Linked DNA regions of Mus musculus: region 2 is linked to region 1. The links are chromatin contacts, called in public HiChIP or PLAC-seq maps. All regions are on one chromosome and are shown on one strand. Each heading gives the region's core, a stretch centred on a gene start, on an enhancer-like site or on the middle of the called end of the contact. The rest is flanking DNA. Distances are from core to core; before and after follow the strand shown.

Region 1 (6,021 bases), core at 2,467-4,966:
AAAGGTTTGTTAGTTAATATCTTAGAAAGGAGCATGGTATGAGGACATGAGAAACTTAATAGTAAAGCATTTTATAGTCCATAGAGGAAACTTTGCATTTATTCCACGGGCAAGAATAGCTTTAGTTGTGCCCTATTTTATTCTTTGAGCATCCAGTGCAGAGCTATTAAGTCATGACACCCAGTTTTCATTCTTTGAGAATCCATAGGAGGGCTAACGACAAAACAGCCCTAGATACCTGGTTCATAGTCCAGTTCCACAAAGCAAGGAAGGTTTGAATAGATGCTGCCAAGTCTATATTACATCACTGTGCCTGTGATACAACCTCAGTTCTGATGGTTTGAGGCACTAACTATGGCTTGAATTATCTTTTTTTTTGCATTCTTATTCCTCTGCTTTCCCCATGTGCAATGGTGAGTAGTGGAAGTAGTACTAAGAAACTGCAGCAAGAGAGCAAAAGGCTCTCTCTAAAGCAAACAGAAACATGTTTACATGTAACTCTACTGTGACCATCAGAGTAAATGCAAAAGTGATGGAAAGGTGAGATTTAAAGGCAAAGGAGATCTGATTTGCACTTCAGTCCAGACTCAGGTGCCCAGTGAGAGTCAGCTCTAAAATAAGTACACATGTTTCCTACTTGTCAAAAACAGGAGCTTATCTTCTGCACAAAAAGAGACACACAAGAACCTCTCTTCTTAACTAGATTCAAAGTGTGAAGCAAGGCTTCTCTTTGCTACTGGGAAGAATGTTTGTGTAGCCAGTGTTGAGGACGAACTCCTCATGATATATTGCAGCATCACCACCACCAACGAGAGAGAGAGAGAGAGAGAGAGAGAGAGAGAGAGAGAGAGAGAGAGAAAGAGAGACAGAGAGAGAGAGAAAGAGAGACAGAGACAGACAGAGAGACAGAGAGAGACAGAGAGACAGAGACAGAGAGAGAAAGAGGGCAAATTTTCATTTTAGGCAAGCAAAGTGAAAAGCAGCAGGAAGAAAATTCAGAGTTGCAGAATAAAATCATGTAAGAATCTTGTTTGATGGCACTGAAATGTAATTGGATTTGTGAACACCAGGCAAACAGCTCAATGAAAAGGAAATGATATGCTGACAGTTGACACCTGAGCTTGTCTTATGGAAAAGAGAAAATATATAAGCCTGAATATCGAACTTCCAAAAGCTCCACCCCCACACCCTTTATGATTTCTGGCAAGAAGCTTTCATTTCAGGAAAAAGAATTATTCAGAAAAAGATGGAAACACATCCTAATCCACTTAACACAGTCTTGAATAGTGAATATACTGGAGTATAAAACTTCATGTGAATGGTATTCATTTCTAAGACATTAATAATTATTTTAAAAACCTGATTGTCAAATTCTAACAAAAATAATAGTCTGAGTAAAAAAGATGCTGTTGTTGTGAAAGATGCAACCTGAGTTAAATTAAATAATTCTTAGAAATAACATTTTGTGCATGTGCGTGAGTGTGAGTGTAAGATGATAAAACCCTAGAGCCATACAGCTGGGGCACATCTGTGTTATCCCAGGATTATTCAGTAGTTAAGTTATGTGTTTATGTATAATGCATGCCTTTGATTCACAGCGGCATCATTAGGGCCACCTCATCTCTGTTTCCATTGTACAAAATATATTGATTTCTCTGAGCACAGACTAGGAGGTGGTTGATCTGAGAAGGCTTATTTTTCTTATCTTTATGAACTCTTGATTGGACTGTTGAAGTCACTCTGAAATAGCGCTGTTTATATACTGTTACATACTGTAGGCCGTAAACCAAGAACAGATCTCAACATAGGCACGCTCTCTGTAGGTATCAATCATGGAAAGAGCAGTGTGACAGTCAGGTATCTATAGATAGAGATGGGGAATGTTAAAATGTCCTCTTCATGTACCCTCAAATTCATCCCACTGTCTACTTCTGGCCAAGGGGAATCGTACCATGTCCTGTTCATGTACCTCAAACTTATCCCACTGTTCACACAGTCTATGGGGTGTTTAAATTAAATCCACTTTGAAGTGTTTTGTGTTCTGGTCCTCAAAAGCTGAGCAGCAATTTCTTTTCCAAGCATTATATACAGATCAGTTTATAGGATTCTGTGCAGAATGCAGGTAACTATATAAAGTGAGAATCAAAAAGGGTTAAGAAAGAGGAGTTCATCAGGACGACCATCTGTTAATATGACAAGAATGGTACAGCCATGCATGCTTTTGCTTTGCAGATAAGGTTTAGGTCAGTATATAAGAGACTCCGTCACATCTATTTTGTTTCATTTGAAGTATCTCAGTTGCAATAGAAATAAGCCAGGAAACCTGTAGTACAAATGTTGAAGAGTGGATTGTTAAGTGGTAGTCAGGGCTTGGCCAAAGAACACAGGGCTTTACCTTCATAGATTAAACTTTAGGTGATGAATAATTTTTTCCAGCATTCTGTTTAAGGAAGGCCTCTTTGCCTTCAGAAAAGAAGGCTCAATAGTAAAGATGTGTGGTACATGGGGTCAGAGCAGAAGAAAGCAAAGACATCCAGGTGAGAAACATAAGAATCTTGGAGGTGGACCTTTTTTGATGCTGTTGTCTTGTTTCAGTTTATTGGAATCAGAAGTCCCACTTCCTTCCCTGTGGTACTTAATTCTTAGGAGTTTCTAGACTTTTCCTAAAAGCTCATTGCTCCCATTACTGTAGATAGAAAAATAAATCATTTAATGTCTTTTAAAATCATTTTAATGCATCTGGCCATTTTTTTCCTGAATTCCTGCTGTGTACAGACACAAACCTAGGTCCTGAGAATACAAAAGTGACTGAGATTAGCTTCATATATATAACTTCCAACTCAATAAATGCATGGTGTGTGTGCTTTTAGAAGCATGAACTTCTGATTAGATAACAACCAGCAAGGGATTTTGGAAAACTTCTGAAATAGAGGATTAGAAAGGGTCAGGAGGGGACGACTGGAAGGAGAAGGGACACCTCAGGCAGAGGAAAGAGCAAGCTGATGGCGCAAACAATCAGGAGGAAGACAGCCTGGTCCGACCAGAGCCTCACTGGTTCATCCGGGAAGACCTAGTGACATGGCTCAGTGTTACTGTGTGAAGTAGTGTTGTCACAGACACAATGGACACTTACTGCAACTGTGCTGTGACTATTGATCTTGGAATCTGTCCTGTGTTAGTCTCTTCTTTACTGTATGTAGCATCATCTAGGAAACACATCCAAGCTGGGTTCTTTGCGGACCAGCGTGACTTCTTTTGGTGTGTAGCTTCTGCTCGTGGCAAAGCAGGTGGAGTCCTCTGCAGTATTTCCTGGTAGGAAACGCAAGTCCTTGCCGCACTTGTGTATATCCGTCTGTAAACTCTCTGGGTGTGTACAGGAACAGGGCGTCTCCCTCTGGAAACCTTGTCTCATGGCTGCCCACGCAGCAGCTAAAACAATGAGAGCATTACCTTTCCTCAGACAAGCTTTCAGGCGCTTTTGAATCCAGTGTCTTGACTTCATGTAACTAATGTACTTTCTTCCTCTGAAGGGAACAATCCCCAGAGTTCCCACTCTTGTGGGATCCCAGTCTTTTCCATACTAGGGCTGTCCAGTCTGCTATTTATCAGGAGGTCTGAAAATGAGGTTTAATTTCCAAACTATTCAAGGAGGCTCTTGTGGGTGTCATTCACTACACTGCTGACTCCTGGACCAGCACAAATTGAATTCCATGCATGCCTGCTTATCTGCCTTTGACAGCCCCTTGGAGTCTCCCGCGGTGCAATGTGGGTACACACACTGGCTTCATTCTTAGCCCCACCCTCAGTTCCCGGGCTAGTTTTCACTAGCTGAGGTTTCTCCTTTTAGGGCTGTCTGTAAAGTCTGCTCCCCACCCCTGCTGACTGAAGCCTTCTCTCTCAAATGCCAAACCTCCCACAAGGTTTATGGGACAATCTCCAGATAAGCACCACTGCTGTGCCTTGAATAATAACATATTTTAATTTGAAAATAGCTAGAATCCAAAAACCTGAGAGCAACTGCTGTAGCTAGTCAGAAAGTGCATGAAGATTAATAATAATAATAATAATAATAATAATAAATTTGCCAATGAATTCTCTGCTTTTAGGAGAACAAAGAAGATATATACATCTTATTAACAAAAGAATTATTTTTTTAGGGTAACAGTGAAAGGGTATTATTTATTTATACAATTTCTATGTATTTCTTCCTTTTTAAAAGATATGGAAATAGTGATGCACGCTACTTGTACCTGTGTGCATGAGTGTGCACACACACCACACACACACACACACACACACACACACACACACACAGACTCACACACACGCAATCAAAGCTGCAGTTACTTGCTTTCTGCAAGAGAGAACTTCCTGTGACAAAGCCCCAAATGAGAGATCCTATTATCCAGTTGCCTTCCTGAGGTCTAAAGAACAACACCATAGAAACCTGCCAGTGCCTCCTTGGCAGTAATTGCTATTTATTGTCCTGTTGGTTGACCAGTTGCTTTTCCTCATTACATTATCCTGGTTCCTCATGAGACAACGACCAAGTTATAGAGAAGAGTGTGTAACCTGAAGATATGTGCACAGCAAACAATTAGTTCCAACAGGAAGGTAGTGGTTTAATACAAAGGCTGGCTAGTAGGTTATAAATGGCCAAGTCATAGATTTAGGTTTATATATGAAAAAATGAATAGAAACAAAATATAGGCATCAGGTATAGTGTCACTCCCAGAATGTGTATGTACAGGAAGTGGCCATCCCAGGAGAGCACCCGTGTTAAACTGAGTCAGGTGACTCCTCACAGCTCCCACTCCCCAGGCAGACCTTTATAAAGAACAGTGAATTTTGTATCTGAACCATGTTGGCTATTTGGATGTTTCTCCACCCACATCCAACTATGATCCCTGGTCCTTCTTATGAGAGACTTTTATATTAGTAGCCGAAGAGTAAACACAGGAGAGTAGCTCCACTTCTACATGATGGTGCCTTGATTCCTTAGATTTTCCTTTGGAGGTAAATTCTGCTTCTGCTGACAGTAAGAATAATTGCTGCACAGGGAGTTAACTCTAGTTTCATGCTGGATTTTTTACAGTGTAAGCAATCTTGGGCAACAAAGTTTTTGAGACCACATCCTGTTTCTGAGCAAAGAAAATCAACTTGTATTCTGACATTCACCCCCTACAGCAGTTCATTGCTTCACTGTGGGGAGTCTGGTTATTTTTAAGATTACTATTATTATTTCACATGACAGCAAATAACTGAAAAATTAATTTTTAGGTTATCAATGCACCTGTTTTATTACAAAAGTGCAAATTCATGAAATGAACTTTTCATATTTTAAGGAATTCATACCTATTTGTGTACTAGGATTGTATGGTCTTCCACAGTATAAAGACTATTGTGAATAATTCACTATCTTTTTCTATCCATTTGGACCTCTGTTTAAGAATGATAGTACAGTAGACAAGGATATGGTTATAGCAGCAGTGTTTAACTTCACTGATAGGTCTTAATTTTACTGATTGAAATCTGTTAAAATAATAGTCTATGAACTTTTTATTTTTTTCAAACCTATTCAGTAAATATTCACTTGAGCTCATAGTGGATCTATTCCTCTGGGGTTCCCTTCCAAATAGTTATTTGGCACATACACACACAACAATTGCAAGCATGTTGATGACATGTGTTCTGTGGCTCCTTTCAAGTGCTTTCTGCTCTTGGAGTCTCTGGTAGCTCCCAAGGCTCTTCAGGTAGGTGGTGGGTTTAAGAAAGTCTTTCTGGGAGGACTCAAATCCTCCCAGAAAGACTACTCTCTTTTCTTGTCTAGTCATAAACAAACAAACAAACAACAAAAGTAAACAAAACAAGAAAACAAAACAAAAAACAAAAAACAAAAAAAAAACCCAACGTTCTTTCTTAATTTGCTATGTTTGAGGTCACTGATGCAGAGGAAGCTTCTGAGGACAAAGAACTACTGGGAGCAGAGTTGTTAACTGAGCCAGAGGTCTACCTGCTTCT
Region 2 (6,021 bases), core at 1,388-3,887, 130 kb after region 1:
AGTAGGTGGCCCTTTGATGTTCAAGTGTCCCCACTTGTCATGTGTCATGCTCAGATATCATCTTGAAAACATAGCTAACACCCTTGTTATTGTCTCATGTCACATTGTTTGAAATTTCTTTCACAGCATATCAACAACCTGGAAAATTAACATTTCATTCTCAAATGATGGGATGAGATGAGAGCTGTACTCACACAGCTTGGGTTGAGCCCAGAGCATTTATTTCTCTGTTCTAACTGTCTCTAAGTCTAGGCCTGGAAGCTTCTCACGTTTTTATAATCTAATCTATGCATAGACTGTTTCAGCCTCTGAAACTTATCGCTGAATAAGCTCATTTGTTTTAGTTCTTTCTGAACTCTGACTGGTAGGTTTAACTTAGCTGTTCTGGCTCAAAACTCCTCTCCAAGCTGTCTGATTCAAATTGGCTTCTCTTGGCTGCTCACTAAATTGCTCTGATTGACCTGATAAAGCTGTTTCCCTCTCCCCCTTCCCCTCCCCCCCCCTCTCCCTCTCCCCCTCCCTCTCTCCCTCTCCCCCTCTCCCTCCCTCTCTCCCTCTCCCCCTCTCACTCCCCCTCTTCCCCTCTCCCTCCCCCTCTTCCCCCCTCCCCCTATCCCTCTCCCTATTGCTGCTATTGCTGCTCTCTTAAGTCACTTCTCTTTTCTGTGCTGTTCTCTTAAATAGCCTCTCTTTCCTGTGTTGTTCTCATGAGAGTTGGGCATATTGTATTTTTGACTCAGTCTGTTAAATCTTTCTCCGATTCATCACTTTATCTGCTCCTTAATTAGTTTTCACTTTCAAACATGGCTGCTTTCTTCTACAAACTACCCTTACCTTCATTGTTAGGTATTGAAGGTATTGAGAGCATGCCTACCTTCCAGTTAGATCAAACAACAATGCAGGGCATGTGTGCATGCTGGCTAGATCATATCTTTGGATTGATTCCCTGCCTGAGCATCCCCATTGCTGGATTAAAATTCCTCTGTAGCAATGGTTACATTTCCTGACTAGACTTCCTGATTATTGTCTGACCAATGCAATAAATGAGAAGTAAATTCAAGCCTCAGTAGAAGCAATCTGTATTTTTGTTTACCACAATGTTCTTGTGATGAGGATAGTGAGTGATATGTTAATACAGTGGAATAGTTAGGTGATTATAAAATCTTTATCAGTAACTTTCTTTTTAGAATATCAATACTGTCTCATTCAATTTAAACTATATTAATAGCTATAAATATGTAAAAAAATCAAAATATCACCAGACCTTGTATTCTAGTAATCGATCAAAGTAACTGAAATAAAAAAACCATCCCCTCCCTGAGGAGTAGTTTTCATGGTATCAGAAGGCTCTATACAAACTTCTAAAGGGGGGGAAGGCAACCAACCACCAATAATCTATGATGTCTGTGAACCCCATCAACAACCAGTATGACAGCATAACTTTACAGGTATAGTAGTGACACCCATAACCTTGGTGGTAAGAAAGAGCTTTCTAGTTGGTGTTAAAAATCCATCCAACAAGAGACATACCACTTCTGGTACTGCAAATCTAGGTAACTACTTAATGCTAAAGAAATCATAGTCTTTGGAAGAGAAGTTATCACTGCTCAAACAAATAATACTTAACAACTCTCTATAAGTGTTTTTCTTCATACACATAGATAAGTGTAGTCCTCAGCCCTCATCAGGGAAACTTCTCTTTGTAACAGATGGAGAACACCAGAGAAAACCACAACCAATAAAAATGCAGAGTTGTCTATTCCTAATGCATCCATCTGTAAAGCACTTCCCCACCATAAGAGTCAGAGAATATTGTATAAGAGGATTGTAGAAAGATAGTAAGAACTGAAGGGTTGGGGGTTTTCTGTGAGATTATGAGTCCTAGTTAAAAAAAAAAGCAGTATCTTTAAAGGATGTGAAGAAAGAGAAGGTAAAAATGTTGCAATTAAATTACAATATTAAAATAGACAAACAACCGAAAGGAACAAACACAATGATCTGACAGCCCCACTCATCTTGTAAAGAAAAAGCCAGGAAGGATTTCAGGTATTTCTTCACAAGATTGTGGCAGTGTCCAAATAAGTCAAGAGTCTTCAACCCATAGCCATTGACTGGTCTCCCCAGAATGCATTGGAATCACAAGAAACATTGTGAAAGGGATATCCATGTGTCAGCATAGAATAACATTAGATGATGCTCTAACGATAGAGGATAAGTGATATATCTATATCTCAGTGAATGCCTAAGGCATTGCCTGAACTCACTATGTCTTAATAGATTTTGTACAACTGAATAGACTCTGCTTATGGAGACATCGGCTTTGTTATTTTCATGGCAGAGACAGAAGAGTTTCAATATAAAGAAAGCTGATGAGAATTTGAAGGTTAAGAAAACATTTCTTGTATTTTCTCTTGTGGGCCTAGGTACCAGAAGTTTTCCATGGAGACCTCTATCCAGGCCCGGGGAGAGGGCCCCAGGGAGGGAAGTGAGTGCATGCAGGGAGACAGAGGAAGCCTCTGCCAAGCCTTCTGGGTCGCTAGGTAACTTCGAGCCTGGGTTATCGAAAAGCCTACAATCCAGTGAGGAATGTGCAGAACTAGGGCGCGGCCTTCCCAAGTGTTACAGTTCTTGGAACAAAAAAAAGGTCAGACAAAGGAATAGTTCTGGCATTCCTTTCATTCCCTGCATGGTTCTCCTATATACAGTTCTGGCAGTGATTTAGTTTGACAGCAAGCCCCTCTCATTGGCTTGGGCTGAGAGTTTGGGGGAAACCTTATTTGCATGTGAGAGGCTTGGTGTTGTTCCTAAGTGGCTGATAGCCACGCCTCTCCTGTTGGGGTTGTGGGGGGGCGGAAACTCCAACAGGAGCCACTGGGGTCCAGGAGACATGAGAGAACTCCTTCCATCCCTTGTAACTGAATTATCACTACCGGGTCCCAGGGTTCAAGATCTAGCCTCGACTGGAAACCAGGCTGTCTGCACGTAGCCCATTGCCCCACATTCTCTGGGTTTCCAAGAGAATTCATATACATGTTTAGTAAAAAGATGGGATTGGAATGTCTACAGATTACAGCAGGAATTTTCCAGACTATACTATGTATCAGACTGTGTTTCACATTTTTTAGACTCTAGCTAATGGGAATGAGAAAAGTCTTCTGATTGATATTTTATATTTCTCCATTCTGCATTTGTCAGACTTTAATAGTGACCCTTTCCCCTTTGGTCTTCTTGAAGAATGAATTTCTCATGGTACAAGAATTCTTTCACCCTGGTACATTAGTACATATTTTCCCATCACTTCTAGCTGGTTTGTTGAGTTTGCCTTTTAGCTCCTAGACATCAAGCAAATGCCCTACCTTCTTTCTGCTGGCATTCCTTTGTCTCTTATGAAGGGTTCTTCCATAGGTCCCAGGTCAGCTTTGCTACAGCATTCTCATGGAGATATTCAGTTGAAGGAAACAGGGTTGAAGGAAAATATTCGTGTATATGCCTCCCAAGGGGAGCATTTCTTTTATCAGCCTTAGTGTCCAAATCTGTCAGTTTGTCACGCCTAATGAGAAAGCAAGCTCAAAGAACACTTCCAAGCCTCTAGAGATTGTCATCTTAAATACAGCCCCTGTAGAGCCCACTGCACAGGAGAGGGCTGAGTCTCTTAGGACTCAAATATTAGAACAACAATTCTGGGATTTCAATCTAATAAAATCCTATTCAAAGCATTATATTTTGTTATTTTCATCCACTAGGGGAAATGAAAGGCTTTCAGGTTTTTAGGTATAAATTTTTCATGTGGTTGTAATTGGGACAAAAGAATGGCTGGCTGCTGTTAAGGTCTCATACCATATCAGTCTTACTGCAATTGATATTTATACACCCTCTGAATTCATATAGAATATGAAATAAGCAGATGTTTCCTTTGGAAGGATGTGTAGGGATAATCACAGAAACATACATTTTTCTACTTTTTTATTAGATTTTTTTTTAATCTTCATTTCAAATTTTATCCTCTTTCTCCATTTCCCCTCCGAACCACCCCCATGCCATTCTCCCTCCCCCTGATTACTAACCCATCTAATCCCACTCCAATGTCCTGGGATTCCCCTACACTGGGGTGTTGAGCCTTCACAAGACCAAAGGCCTCTCTTCTCATTGATGTCCCACAAGGCCATCCTCTGCTACATATACAGCTGGAGCCATGACTCCCTTCTTGTGTACTCTTTGGTTAGTGGTTTAGTTCCTGGGATCTCTAGGGGTACTGGTTAGTTCATATTGTTGTCCTCCTATGGGGCTGCAAACCCCTTCGGCTCCTTAGGAACTTTCTCTAGCTCCTTCATTTGGGACCCTGTAATCAGTCCAATGGATGGCTGTGAGCATCCACTTCTGTATTTGTCAGGCACTGGCAGAGCCTCTCAGGAGACAGCTACATCAGGCTCCTGTCAGCAAGCTCTTGTTTGCATCACATTTGGGGACTGGGTTGGGAAATTGTATATGGGATGGATCCCCAGGTGGGACAGTCACTGGATGGCCTTTCCTTCGATTTCTGCTCCAAACTTTGTCTCTGTATCTCCTTCCATGGGTATTTTGATCCCCCTTCTAAGAAGGATCAAAGTATAAACACTGTGGTCTTTCTTCTTGGGCTTCATGTGGTCTGTAAATTGTATTTTTGGTATCCCAAACTTCTGGGCTAATATCTACTTATCAGTGAGTGCATGCCATGTGTGTCCTTTTGTGATTGGGTTATTTCACTCCAGATAATATTTTCTAGTTCCATCCATTTGGCAAAGAACTTCATGAATTCATCATTTTAAATAGCTGAATAGTAGTTGATTGTGTAAATATACCAATTTTCTATATCCATTCCTCTGTTGAAGGACATCTGAATTGTTTCCAGTTTCTGCCTATTATAAATAAGGCTGCTATGAACATAGTGGAGCATGTATCTTTTTACATGTTGGAGCAGCTTCAGAGAATATGCCCAGAAGTGGTATAGCTGGGTCCTCAGGTAGTATATGTCCAATTTTCTGAGAAACCATGAAACTGATTTCTTGAGTGGTTGTACCAGCTTGCAATCCCACCAGCAATGGAGAAGTGTACCTTTTTTTCCACATGCTTGGCAGCATCTGCTGTTACCTGAGTTTTTGATCTTAGCCATTCCGACAGGTGTGAGGTGGAACCTCAGGGTTGTTTTGATTCACATTTCCGTGATGACTAAGGATATTGTACATTTCTTTAAGTGCTCCTCAGCCATTCAGTATTCCTCAGTTGAGAATTCTTTGATTAACTCTGTCCCCTATTTTTTAATAGTGTTATTTAGTTCTCTGGAGTCTAACTTCTTGAGTTCTTTGTATGTATTGGATATATACTCATCGGCTGTAGGACATTTTGTCCAATTGATAGTGCCTGTAGCCTTATAGAAGCTTTGCAATTTTTTTTTTTTTTTTTTTTTTTTTTTTGGTTTTTCGAGACAGGGTTTCTCTATGTGTAGCCCTGGCTGTCCTGGCACTCACTTTGTAGACCAAGCTGGCCTCGAACTCAGAAATCCGCCTGCCTCTGCCTCCCGAGTGCTGGGATTAAAGGCGTGTGCCACCACGCCCGGCTTGAAGCTTTGCAATTTTATGAGGTCCCATTTGTCAATTCTTAAACTTTGAGCATAAGCTATTCGTGTTCTGTTCAGGAAAATTTCCCCTATGCCCATGTGCTTGAGGCTCTTCCCCACTTTCTTTTTAATTAGTTTCAATGTATCTGGTTTTATGTGGAGGTCCTTGATCCACTTGGACTTGAGCTTTATTCAAGGAGATAAGAATGGATCGATTTGCATTCTTCTACATGCTAACTGCCAGTTGAACCAGCACCATTTGTTGAAAATGCTGTCTTTTTTCCACTGGATGGTTTCAGCTCCTTTGTCAAAGATCAAGTGACCATAGGTTTGTGGGTTCATTTCTGTGTCTTCAATTCTGTTCTGTTGATCTACCTGCCTGTCACTGTACCAATACCATGCAATTTCTATCATGATTGCTTTGTAGT

What was found. HiChIP or PLAC-seq counts read pairs in DNA pulled down with a chosen protein or histone mark.
Region 2: a contact with region 1 is called in an H3K27ac HiChIP or PLAC-seq map of extraembryonic endoderm stem cells, with 2.9 times the contacts expected there. The contact joins two enhancer-like sites. A contact is called at or near these places in 1 of 484 Hi-C or Micro-C datasets (the HL-1 cell line) and 2 of 115 datasets of contacts at active chromatin or transcription factors (embryonic stem cells and extraembryonic endoderm stem cells).

Annotation. Positions count from the first base shown.
Region 1 is chr8:62,281,170-62,287,190 of GRCm38.p6, forward strand. No RefSeq gene overlaps it. Among named protein-coding and RNA genes, the nearest start is that of Anxa10, 160 kb to the left of the region's middle. Within about 2 kb of position 3,717, at least 47 of the 459 cell types and tissues checked have an H3K27ac peak or open chromatin away from gene starts, as enhancers often do. A contact at or near this core is called in extraembryonic endoderm stem cells, where this site is marked.
Region 2 is chr8:62,415,149-62,421,169 of GRCm38.p6, forward strand. No RefSeq gene overlaps it. Among named protein-coding and RNA genes, the nearest start is that of Anxa10, 290 kb to the left of the region's middle. Within about 2 kb of position 2,638, at least 19 of the 459 cell types and tissues checked have an H3K27ac peak or open chromatin away from gene starts, as enhancers often do. A contact at or near this core is called in extraembryonic endoderm stem cells, where this site is marked.